Regions from separate parts of the Mus musculus genome. Here region 2 is linked to region 1. The links are chromatin contacts, called in public HiChIP or PLAC-seq maps. All regions are on one chromosome and are shown on one strand. The core of a region is the stretch at or near the end of the contact, and the rest is flanking DNA. Distances in the headings are between cores, read along the strand shown. Region 1 overlaps Thada (thyroid adenoma associated). Region 2 overlaps Thada (thyroid adenoma associated).

Region 1 (5,200 bases), core at 1,442-3,941:
TTCTGTTTTGGTTTTGTCAATTTGGCATTAGCTACAGTTCTGTGGGAAGAGGAACCTCAGCTGAGAAAATGGCTGCAGCAGACTGCAGGTGCGCAAGTCTGTAAGGCACTTTCTTCAGGAATGACTGAGGAGGAAGCGCACAGTGCACTGTGGATGGAGCTACCTTTAGTGAGTGGTCCTGGGCATAGGAAAAAGCAAACTGAAGAAACCGGGGAGAAAGGCAGCAAGCTGCAGGCCTCAGTGGTCTCTGATCCAGTTTCTGCCCTCAGGTTCCTACACTGAAAGAAGAGACTGTAGGCTGTGATGTGAAGTAACTCTCTCTTCCCTATGTTGTTTTTTGTCATGGTGATTTTACCACAGCAGTAGAAACCTAAGATAAATGTCTATTTATAATGAAAAATTCACAACAAACTATGAAGCACAATGAAAAAATTTAGACCTGATAAAATGTATCTAAGAAAAACACGTAGCAACAGGCAGTGGTAGTACACACCTTTAATCCCAGCACTTGGGAGGCAGAGGCAGGCGGATCTCTGAGTCGAGGCCAGCCTGGTCTACAGAGTGAGTTCCAGGACAGCCAGGGCTACACAGAGAAACCCTGTCTCAGAAAACCTGGAGGGAGGAGAGGTGGAGCCCATGTAACTATACACTGGGGAAAGACTGAATGCTCTCCCTCTATGATTAGGAAATGCGAGCTTGTTCATTCTGACAACTCCTACTCAAGACTGAATGCTCTCCCTCTATGATTAGGAAATGCGAGCTTGTTCATTCTGACAACTCCTACTCAATATTACACTGAAAGTGACTGACTAAAACAAGTGCTTTCGTTTGTACATGATAGAGTCACGTAGGTTTTAAAGGGACACTGATCTAGTAAACTTGGCAGGGTACAGCACAAGGTCAGCACATGGAAATTAAGGCTATTCCCCATAAAGGCAACGGAAACTTTAGAGTTAAGTGTAAAACCAGTACTATTTCTAATAACACACAAACCATTAACCATTATGGGATAACTCTATCAAAATAAGTATGTATAAGATCATGGATTCTTTAAGGGCAGTAGTCAGCAAAGTTTTCCTATGAAGGGCCAGAGAATAAATACAATACAAATTTTGGGTCTTTCTTACAAGTATAAGCAGCTATAGAAAACATGTAAAAAAAAAAAAAAACCAACCAACAAAAAAGAGGCACAGTCTTCAATAAAACTTTATTCAAAACACAATGAGGACCTGATTTGACTTGACCATTACAGACTGTAGCCTTGTTGTAGTAGAGAAATGCATTCACAACATCTTATTGCCAGTACTGATTAAAAGTTCTAGACTATTAAGTTACTTACAAACTTGAAGGCTGCTGTGAAATAGAGATGGCCATAATTTCTGCCCAGAGAAACAAAATAAATGTTGTAATCTGTTGAATATTAAATTGTTTTACATCGAATTCAGAAATCCTATCCTAGCATTTACGTTTCATTGCCTGCAGATGCCCGAGTTTTCAAGTGTTCATTGGACTGACCATAAAAAGTTTTCTGGTTCCTTTATTAACTAATGAATTAAATACAACTTTGTACATATTCATTTTATATTTGTCTGAGTAGTGATTTTATTTATCCATGTATTTATTTTAAATTTTATTTTGTAACAAATAATTTTTTATAATGGCATTTTAAACTTCACATTATCTTCATCATTATTATGAAAGACAGTTGCCAGCCACCACTGCATTTGAAACTTGCATATATAGTAGCTCTACTTTTTAACTAGAATATTTGTTTATTTATTTATTCTGTATGTACACACGTCTGTCTGAGTGTATGCCATGTATAAGTGGGTGCTCACAGAGATCAGGAAAGGGCTGGAGTTACAGGCAGTTATGAGCTGCATGACATGGGTTCTAGAACCAGACTCAGGGCCTCTGCAAGAGCAGCCAGTGCTCTTAACCACTGAACCAGCTCTCCCACACCATAACATCTCTTTTCATATCAACAGTGCAAATTATGGTACCTTTATATATCAAAGGATAGGCTATTGTGCAAAGTTTACATGGCCTGCCTGTGTCAAACATCTAGAAAATAGGGGAAGATAATACCAAGTCCAGGACTACGCAGACCCAACCCTCAGACTCAATCCTCTTTGCATCTCACAGTTCTCTGTTCACAATGCCGATGGAGCATTACAAACAGAACCACAACAACAAAACACCCAGGGCTAAATCTCAAACTACAACCAAGTAGGAACAAAGTAGTCACAATAAAACATGACATTTCCTCTTTTAAAATGGTAAAAACACTTAGAGTCCCTGCCTGATTTGTTCTTTATCCCTCCAGTTATTAGAAGACAAGAGATAATCTACCTTTTTGTGAAATTCTTTCTAAAAAACTGTTCAGATAAAGTTCCAATGAACTCCAACTGAAGTTTATACAAAAGTGATTTTGTAACCATTTTCAATTTCTACACACAAAGTTTCAAAGTGGGTCACTGAAAACCTGTATCCCAAGTAATATAAAACTGAATATTTTGATTTCCCTGGGCTGGGCAGTAAGCCTCTTGAACCTCTATTTTTGGAAACTGTGGTATCCCTTTAATCCTGTTACAGAACTGCTGACAGGGGTGATAGTGAAGGAAGCAGACTGAGAGTCTGTCTCAGCAAAGGCTCCAGGAAGAGGAAGAAAACAAGGCATAAGCAAGCAAATCATCTTGCAAGAGAATCTTGTGAGATCTGTGTCGGTGTTCACAACTCAACTCTAGAGCACACGGCCGTGAAGCTGCTCAGCGCTGGTGTAGCTGAGAGCCAACACCTACAGCAGGGTTAAAGTTGTGCCTGTAGGGAACACAACAGCCCTCCTCTGGGTCTGTCTTTTTCATAACCAGAAAATCTTTGGTGTATGGAGAGACCACTGAGAAAACATCTGTATTTCCCCACCTCGCTGTGCCTTGCTACATTTAAACTGTCAGGGTACATGTACTCTGTATGATGCACGGTCTTGATTCCAGATCCTTCCCAAGTAGCTGAGACAACCTAGCTAACAATTTTCTAAAAACTAGTATCAGTTGCTTTTCAAAAATGGCCCCTGGTTTGCTCAAGTCATTTTCAAAGTACTCTTTGAATTTACTGTGAAAAACATACAGAACTAATATCTCTTTCCAAATTAAATTTGGTACTCCAGGTTTACTGGCTGTCCTCAGACAACACGTGATAAAGACTGATATTCTAAACGTTCAGCTCCATTCCTGAAGGCCATGTGTTAAGTATGTGCAATACAATTTAACCTTTCTTGAAGTCAAGAGCTATCATTCTGCTGGCTGTTTTCTGATTGAGGCCCAAGTGCTAAATGAAAATAAAGTCAGATGCTGACAATTATGAATGCTCAGAAGGTTTGGACAGAGGCTCTAGCAGCCTAGATATATACACAGCATGCCTACCTCTATGTACTTCTACTGTGAGAAAGAAAGCCTGTTTCTCTAAGTGCAAGGACCAGACTGTAGGAATTGCAGGGTTGGCCAGAAAGACCTCGGTCTGTAATAGAGGTGAGTATGGTCTATGTCTACATCTATATTGATTCCATATATACATATGAAAGCATCATACTGAAACTAACTGTTATCTAAAATTAATAAACCCTAGATTTCTTGCTCCTTAAGTGAGAGGCTACAGATAAGAAAGTAAAATAGAATGGGCTATACAGTACTGCACCAGAATCAAATCAGTATGGTCTCCTGCTAGCTTAACACAGATGCAGACTGATATAGAAAAATTATGTGTGCATATAAATAGGTTAATATATTTATGTGGGTTTCCTAACTCTGTTTAAAGAGCACATCTAGAATTAGTGGTACCTCAGTAGCAATGAGTACACACTATTGTGATTTTGGTGTCTAATATCATTTGCCAATAAAAGGAATCAGGGCTTCTTGGGAGATTACTAATTCTAGACCTAGGTGAGCTGAAAACATCTTGTAATGCCAGAAAAGAAAAAGCAACAAATCAAACTAAAAGTATGGAAGTATGTTAAAGAGACAAGAACAAACCTGAGTTTACAGTGGCTGAAACCAGAGACATCTGGGCAACAAAATAAACTATGAAATGTTAGATTAAGCCTAAATTAAAAGATAACACCCTATTTGACATTACATGTGTAGTATAATGTAGGGTCAGTTGCTGCTGCTGACTTTCATCCATCTTCTAGCACAACCCAGAAAATAATGAACTCATGCAAATTGCAATTTCCTTGTATTTTAATCTCCCACACACCCAGCACTGAGCACTAACTTTGTTTGATAGCCCAAAACAGCAGTTTTAATACTTGGTAAGCTCTATGTGGTATTTAACTTTGTTTTTGTTAGCATATATTTTTTCTTTATTAAACTTTTATCTCTCTTAAACTTTTTCTGAGTTCATTCTATGTTTCTTCAACTAAATTTTTAAGCTGGGTGAATATTTTATTAACACTTTAGTTTTGATATGCTCATTTATAGCCATATGTGTCCCTTTAAAGCCATCTGAACTCCGTCTTACATTATCACTTTGTGGTACTTCCATTCTTGTCCAGATCTAAATATTTGGAACTTTCTGTTATGACTTTTTTTTTTTTTTGTTAATGTATTACTTGAGTTTTTACAAGTTTAAGCATTTCCATAGAAGCTGAGCATCTCTGGTGACATTCCCTTTTCTGAAATTCATTGAAGCCAGTTTTGAGTTATCATAATGTGATTATTTGTGAATTGTCTATTTTGAAGACTATTCTTCAATATTACACATCCCTTTTCTTCTGCCTTGTAGCAATGTGAGTTGAAAATGATAAACAATACACATTTTTCTAGTTTTTCTTTAATTCTAAACACTTTAACGTTTAAGAAAATTAAAGCAATGCTCTTAGTGTCGGAAATTTTCATGATTTCTCTGCTGGTTTGGAGAATTGTTCTTTTACCAGTAATTCCTTCTTAATCCCTTTTTATGCCTTTTTGCCTCATGCTATTTTTGTCTAATGTTGAGATTGCTTCATCAACTTTCTTCTGCCTTAGATTCTTAAATACATGCACACATACAACATTCATTTCATTTCTCTTATTAAATTACAGTTTTAGTTGTCCTTTATAAATAGCATAGATCTAATCTTATTTTTATATTTAATCTCATGGTAAACTTTTTGGTTAGAGTAATTTTAGATTTACTAAAAAGTTGTGAAGACATTACAAAGGAT
Region 2 (4,892 bases), core at 2,364-4,863, 130 kb after region 1:
TTTCTATAAAATAAGTCTACAAAAAAAGCTTTATGTTATTCCGTGAAACACACATAAACCCAAAGAAGTCCAGGTTTATTTGGTTCCAAATGCCAAGTTATTTTCAAACAGACAAAACATGCATTTCGTCTGATGAAAAGAATCAGTAACCTCAGAGCCATGTTTGGCAAAGTCTTTAGCTCACATCAAATCAGCCTTGAGTGTGAGAGCAGCATCGGCGGAGACTGGAGTCAGCCATCTGCAGGCTGTCAGACATGGAACCTGAGAAAGCTGCCCTGTGGCCAAGTAGGCTTCCTTCTCTCCAGTATTAAAGATACACACAACACCTACTCCTGCACATGGTCTGTAGCCTGCTCTTAAAAGAAAACCCACCCATTTATTTTACCTGTTCAATATTTCAGTGAGTTTCACAAAACCAGTATAAGCCAGTTCAAATGCTCCTCTGTGTCTGGACTGCAAAAGGTGTTGTTTAAAGTAATCTCCTATTTCTTTAACCTTTAAAAAAAATGAAAAACATTCAATTTGTGCACAATTTATAGATTCATTAATATATCACAATATAATTCAGAACCAATGCTTTGGTCTCCATTTAACATTGATTTACTAGGTAACAAATCATGTTTTAAGCACCTTTCCATTGTTTTTTGAGACAGGGTCTTGGGTAGCTCTGGCTGGCCTTGAACAATGTAATCAGGAATAACCTAAATTCTTGTTTTTCATACCTTCAGTGGGGATTATAAATGTGATCTACCACACTTGCCTTAAGCCTTTTAAAAATGCCATCTCATTTAATATTATATGACTGATACAGCATATTTATATATTTATTGAATATAATATATTAATTTTATAATATTATATTAATATATAATATATTAAATTTTCCTATGCCAGACTTGCAAATTTCATAGTATGGCCTTCTAGCTCATGTCATTCAACACCAACATAAAATCACAAAAAGTAGCAAACTCACATACATGATTCTGAGATAATTATGTTTACTCTTCAAATATTTTGCAATTATTATGGTAAAATATACATAAGAAACTTACTATTTCAACCATTTTGCAGTGTATGGTTCAATGATAGGAAGCACAGTCACACTGCTGAGCAACTGCTAACACTATCTGTGCAAAGAGCTTCCCATCCTAACCTGAGAAGCCACATCCATTCACCTCACATGCTAGCCATAGACTAAGGCTACACGTGAAGCTCAGTGAAAGGCATCCTGAAAGTCTGAGGCCCTTCTAAGTCAAGCCACGGACTCTCTGCCAGAATGCCCCACTATCAATTCTCAACTGACACGCCGGCTTGCTCTAGGTAAGATGAAACACAAAGCACACCCACTAATTTTAAAGAAAACAACTAAGAATTAGTTGTGTCTGCTGTTCTGAACTAAAAGAACTGCTGAGCTAGTTAGCCCAACTGGGCTTTCTGTTACTTGGTGACAGATTTGGTGGCTGTTGACTTCAGAAAATCCAGACTATATAAACTGTATCTGTTCACTGTGCCTCCACAGCTCACAGTACGAAAACAGGGAAGCTGCGCTACAGTGTCTCAGATCTGCTTACCCAGAAACTTGCTCACCTCAGCAGTGACTGGGTTAGTGTTCTACATACATCAAGACACACCAGAATGAGCAGTCTCATTTTCTTCCTCTAGATGCTAAGGGCACTTGCCTCATCGGTGATTGAGTTTAAATGAGTTAAATACCAAGTTCAGAACAGACCAATTATCTATAACTAATTTAGTTCAATATGAGCTGTCTGTTCTAAAGAGAGGGTATCTGTTATGAAGAGTGTACTCAGTGTGTATCTGCTATAAAGAGTGATACACACAGAATCAGAGACCAACAAAGCAGTACTTGATGAATTTTTAAAAACTATTTCAGAATAATATGCTATGTCCTTCAGCTTAAGCTTTTTTTTGTCAAGTATTTCTATCATTACAAAAATAATAGGTTATTATGAAGGCATTTCAGAGCAGAGAAAATAAGGACAAAAAAAATAGCCTTTTCCCTAAAATGGAGTACTGATATTGTGGCATACTTTAATAAAAACGAACGCTGTTCACAGAGGGTTTCCGTGAGGGCCTGCAGAAGCCCACTATCTTCTCCTTCAGCAGACATCGCTTTCCCACTGCTTCTTTATGCTAACTCCCTTCAAATGGCATAAATAAACAGCACATCATACAACTAAAGCAGTCCCACGTTTGCCTGGTGGGTGGTCTTCTCCAGCAGACCACAACCCTAGCAAAACACAAGCACCTGCTGACACCCTCTCAGTAGATAACCAGAACAAGGTGACACATAGCATCAGAAAGCAGGTAACAGTGGTAAGAAATGGTCAGAAACCAAATGTATTCATTGGTGTATATGTATGTGTATGGGGTGCCAATGGAGGTCAGAGGACAGACTGTGGGAGTCCACTCTCTCCTTCCACTACATGGGTCCCAGGGATTAACCCTGGCAGAAAGCACTGAACCCAAAACTTCTCAATTTCGTTTTTAAAATGAAAAGGTCATCTGAAAATATAAGCATTTCATTAGAAACTGAGTTTCTAAGGGTCAAAAAGTGTTATTTTCCAGTTTTTTTAAAAAAACAAACAAACAAACAAACTTTAACATAAAAAATAAATTCTCCCCGGGTGGTGGTGGCACACACCTTTAATCCCAGCACTTGGGAGGCAGAGGCAGGTGGATTTCTGAGTTCAGGCCCAGCCTGGTCTACAAAGTGAGTTTCAGGACAGATAGGGCTATACAGAGAAACCCTATCTCGAGGAAAAAAACAAAAATTCTCCCCGGATATTTTATTATTATATTTAATTGAGCCAGGGTCTCATTTACAGTTCAGGCTGGCTTGAAACTCACTACATAGCTGAAGCTGGCCTTGACTCTCTGATGATCCTCCTGCCTCAGCCTCCAAGTACTAGGATTACAGGCACAAGCCAGCATACACAGCTCTCAGGGACCCTGAAGGAAACCAAAGCTAAAGTGAAATAAAAAGAAGATACTGATTTCTAATCTTAAAATTAAACATGACACTGCCCTTTAAATTTAACATATTCTACTTCTGACTTTTTATAAAACCCTAAAGCAAATTAGCAATGTTTTACAGATTTACAGGTCACAAGTCCACAGGGGAGAACAGCTACTTGCTATGTCTCCAGGCATCTATAGCTTACCATCAGATAAACTAGCAGTCTATAAATGTCTAATTTTGGTTTGACAGTATACTATAAAATAGTAAGCCTTAATTTAAATTCCGAGTTTAAAACAGAACCATTTCTTATAATGTTGGGACTGTCTCCAGCTGGAAGACTCTAATTCCATTTTGTTTACATGAGACGCTCCACAGGACTTAAAGCCTAATAAAATGACTATGTTTAAAAGCAATCCTGCTCCATTATAATCATTTCTTACTAACAATGAGAATTTCTTCAAAATCTAAGCTTTGTTCCTCTATATCATTATAAAGGCTTTCTGGTGTGCAGACACCGTCTTACCAGAAGGTCTATTTTCCTTGTTCTAGCAAATGCTCAGCACAGACCGTCTGACTGTTACCCTTCAGGCCTGGGTTCTCCAAGTGAGGCACTGCTTCGCTGCATAACTCAGCTCTGGGTGATCAGAAAACCACATCTGAGTCTTCTCTGTGTTCCCACAACACCCATGCAGTAAAACAGTCAGTAAACAGGCGACTAAATGATGTGGTCTCTCCTGAAGTTTAAAAGTTAACACTTCTACTCATCAGAGCTCAATATACTCATAATTTCTAAAATCTAATATAAACAAAATAAAACAGGCAATTCCTTTGTGACTTATGAATACTAATGAGTGAATTCCGTTTGTAATCAATCACAAAAAAATTAAATAATGACACAACAGAGGAAATGCACCCAGCCAATCAAGGACCCCGATCACCCACGCATCACCAGAATCTGAAGCAGAAGGTTCTACCAGCTGGCAATACTTCCTCACAGGGTTTCTGTGGGAACAACTACTACAGAGTGTGACGCAAGCAAGTGTGAAGAAAACGTACCCAAAAGCCTGTTTTTAGAAACACTAGGTGGAATCTACAGAGAAATTGATATTCAACACAGAAGTTATTTTAAAACCTCAGTAGGCATTTAAAGATCAGTATCAGCATCACACTGGAAAGAGGGCCAACAAAATATCCAGCAGGTCTGTCAGCAGAGCAGCAAGCTCGAAACCTAGACACACACCAGTGAGTCAGGAAACACTGAGATAAGCTTGTGTGCACTGCTCACTCTTGAAGGGTCTCAGCTTACAGCCCTCAAAGCAGCTTTATCTCTGCCACCAGCGCAGGACACTATAAAAGAACCTTTCATTGTGTGATTACAGAGCAGGACAGTCAGACCTGCCACCAGGGGAACAATTTCCTCTTGAAGAAGCTGGGAGAGCACACTGCCTCACAAGAAATGCTCTATAGGAAGGATCAGGTAGTCAAAACTCCAGTAGAAAGTTATCTTTCATGCCTTGAGAGAGCTGGTGTGGGGAAGGGGAAGGGGAAATCACCTTAAAGAAAACCTAAGTGAGTCACTCAGAACAAAGGGAGCACTGTGCCACGCGAACCCATGAGGGGAAGGACAGAGGCAGAAATTAGCTTTGGGATCTTTGTCAGCCCAGGTAATGAATCCATTTCCTCATACTGAAGGGAGCTGGGGAGTATCACAGCAAAGCGCCTTCAATGAACCAAGCATTAAAAACTCAGAATTGAAAATAAGCACCAGCTCTCCTCTCCATATAGCAACAAAGTCCCCAACTTGTCCTCCTGCCTCCTGTCAGCCGTGGTTATAATCATCCTCCTGTGTGCGCTCCTTGAGTAGTCAGCCTTAACCAAGGTCAGAAAGCAGGGTGATCTGAGAACAAAAGCA

Evidence for each region. HiChIP or PLAC-seq counts read pairs in DNA pulled down with a chosen protein or histone mark.
Region 2: a contact with region 1 is called in a BATF HiChIP or PLAC-seq map of CD8 T cells, with 17 read pairs. The contact joins two enhancer-like sites. A contact is called at or near these places in 13 of 39 promoter capture datasets (the 3T3-L1 cell line, 3T3-L1-derived adipocytes, the HPC-7 cell line and 8 more), 1 of 484 Hi-C or Micro-C datasets (CD8 T cells), 4 of 115 datasets of contacts at active chromatin or transcription factors (CD8 T cells, effector CD8 T cells, embryonic stem cells and 1 more) and 3 of 9 other capture datasets (adipose tissue, liver and pancreatic islet).

Annotation. Positions count from the first base shown.
Region 1 is chr17:84,290,705-84,295,904 of GRCm38.p6, forward strand. The region is part of intron 29 of Thada (thyroid adenoma associated); the gene reads right to left. Among named protein-coding and RNA genes, the nearest start is that of Gm24492, 5.6 kb to the left of the region's middle. Within about 2 kb of position 2,692, at least 33 of the 459 cell types and tissues checked have an H3K27ac peak or open chromatin away from gene starts, as enhancers often do. A contact at or near this core is called in CD8 T cells and memory CD8 T cells, where this site is marked.
Region 2 is chr17:84,415,893-84,420,784 of GRCm38.p6, forward strand. Thada (thyroid adenoma associated) reads right to left here. Exons shown (of 38, transcript NM_183021.3): 22 at 386-495. Among named protein-coding and RNA genes, the nearest start is that of Gm24722, 27 kb to the left of the region's middle. Within about 2 kb of position 3,614, at least 124 of the 459 cell types and tissues checked have an H3K27ac peak or open chromatin away from gene starts, as enhancers often do. A contact at or near this core is called in CD8 T cells and memory CD8 T cells, where this site is marked.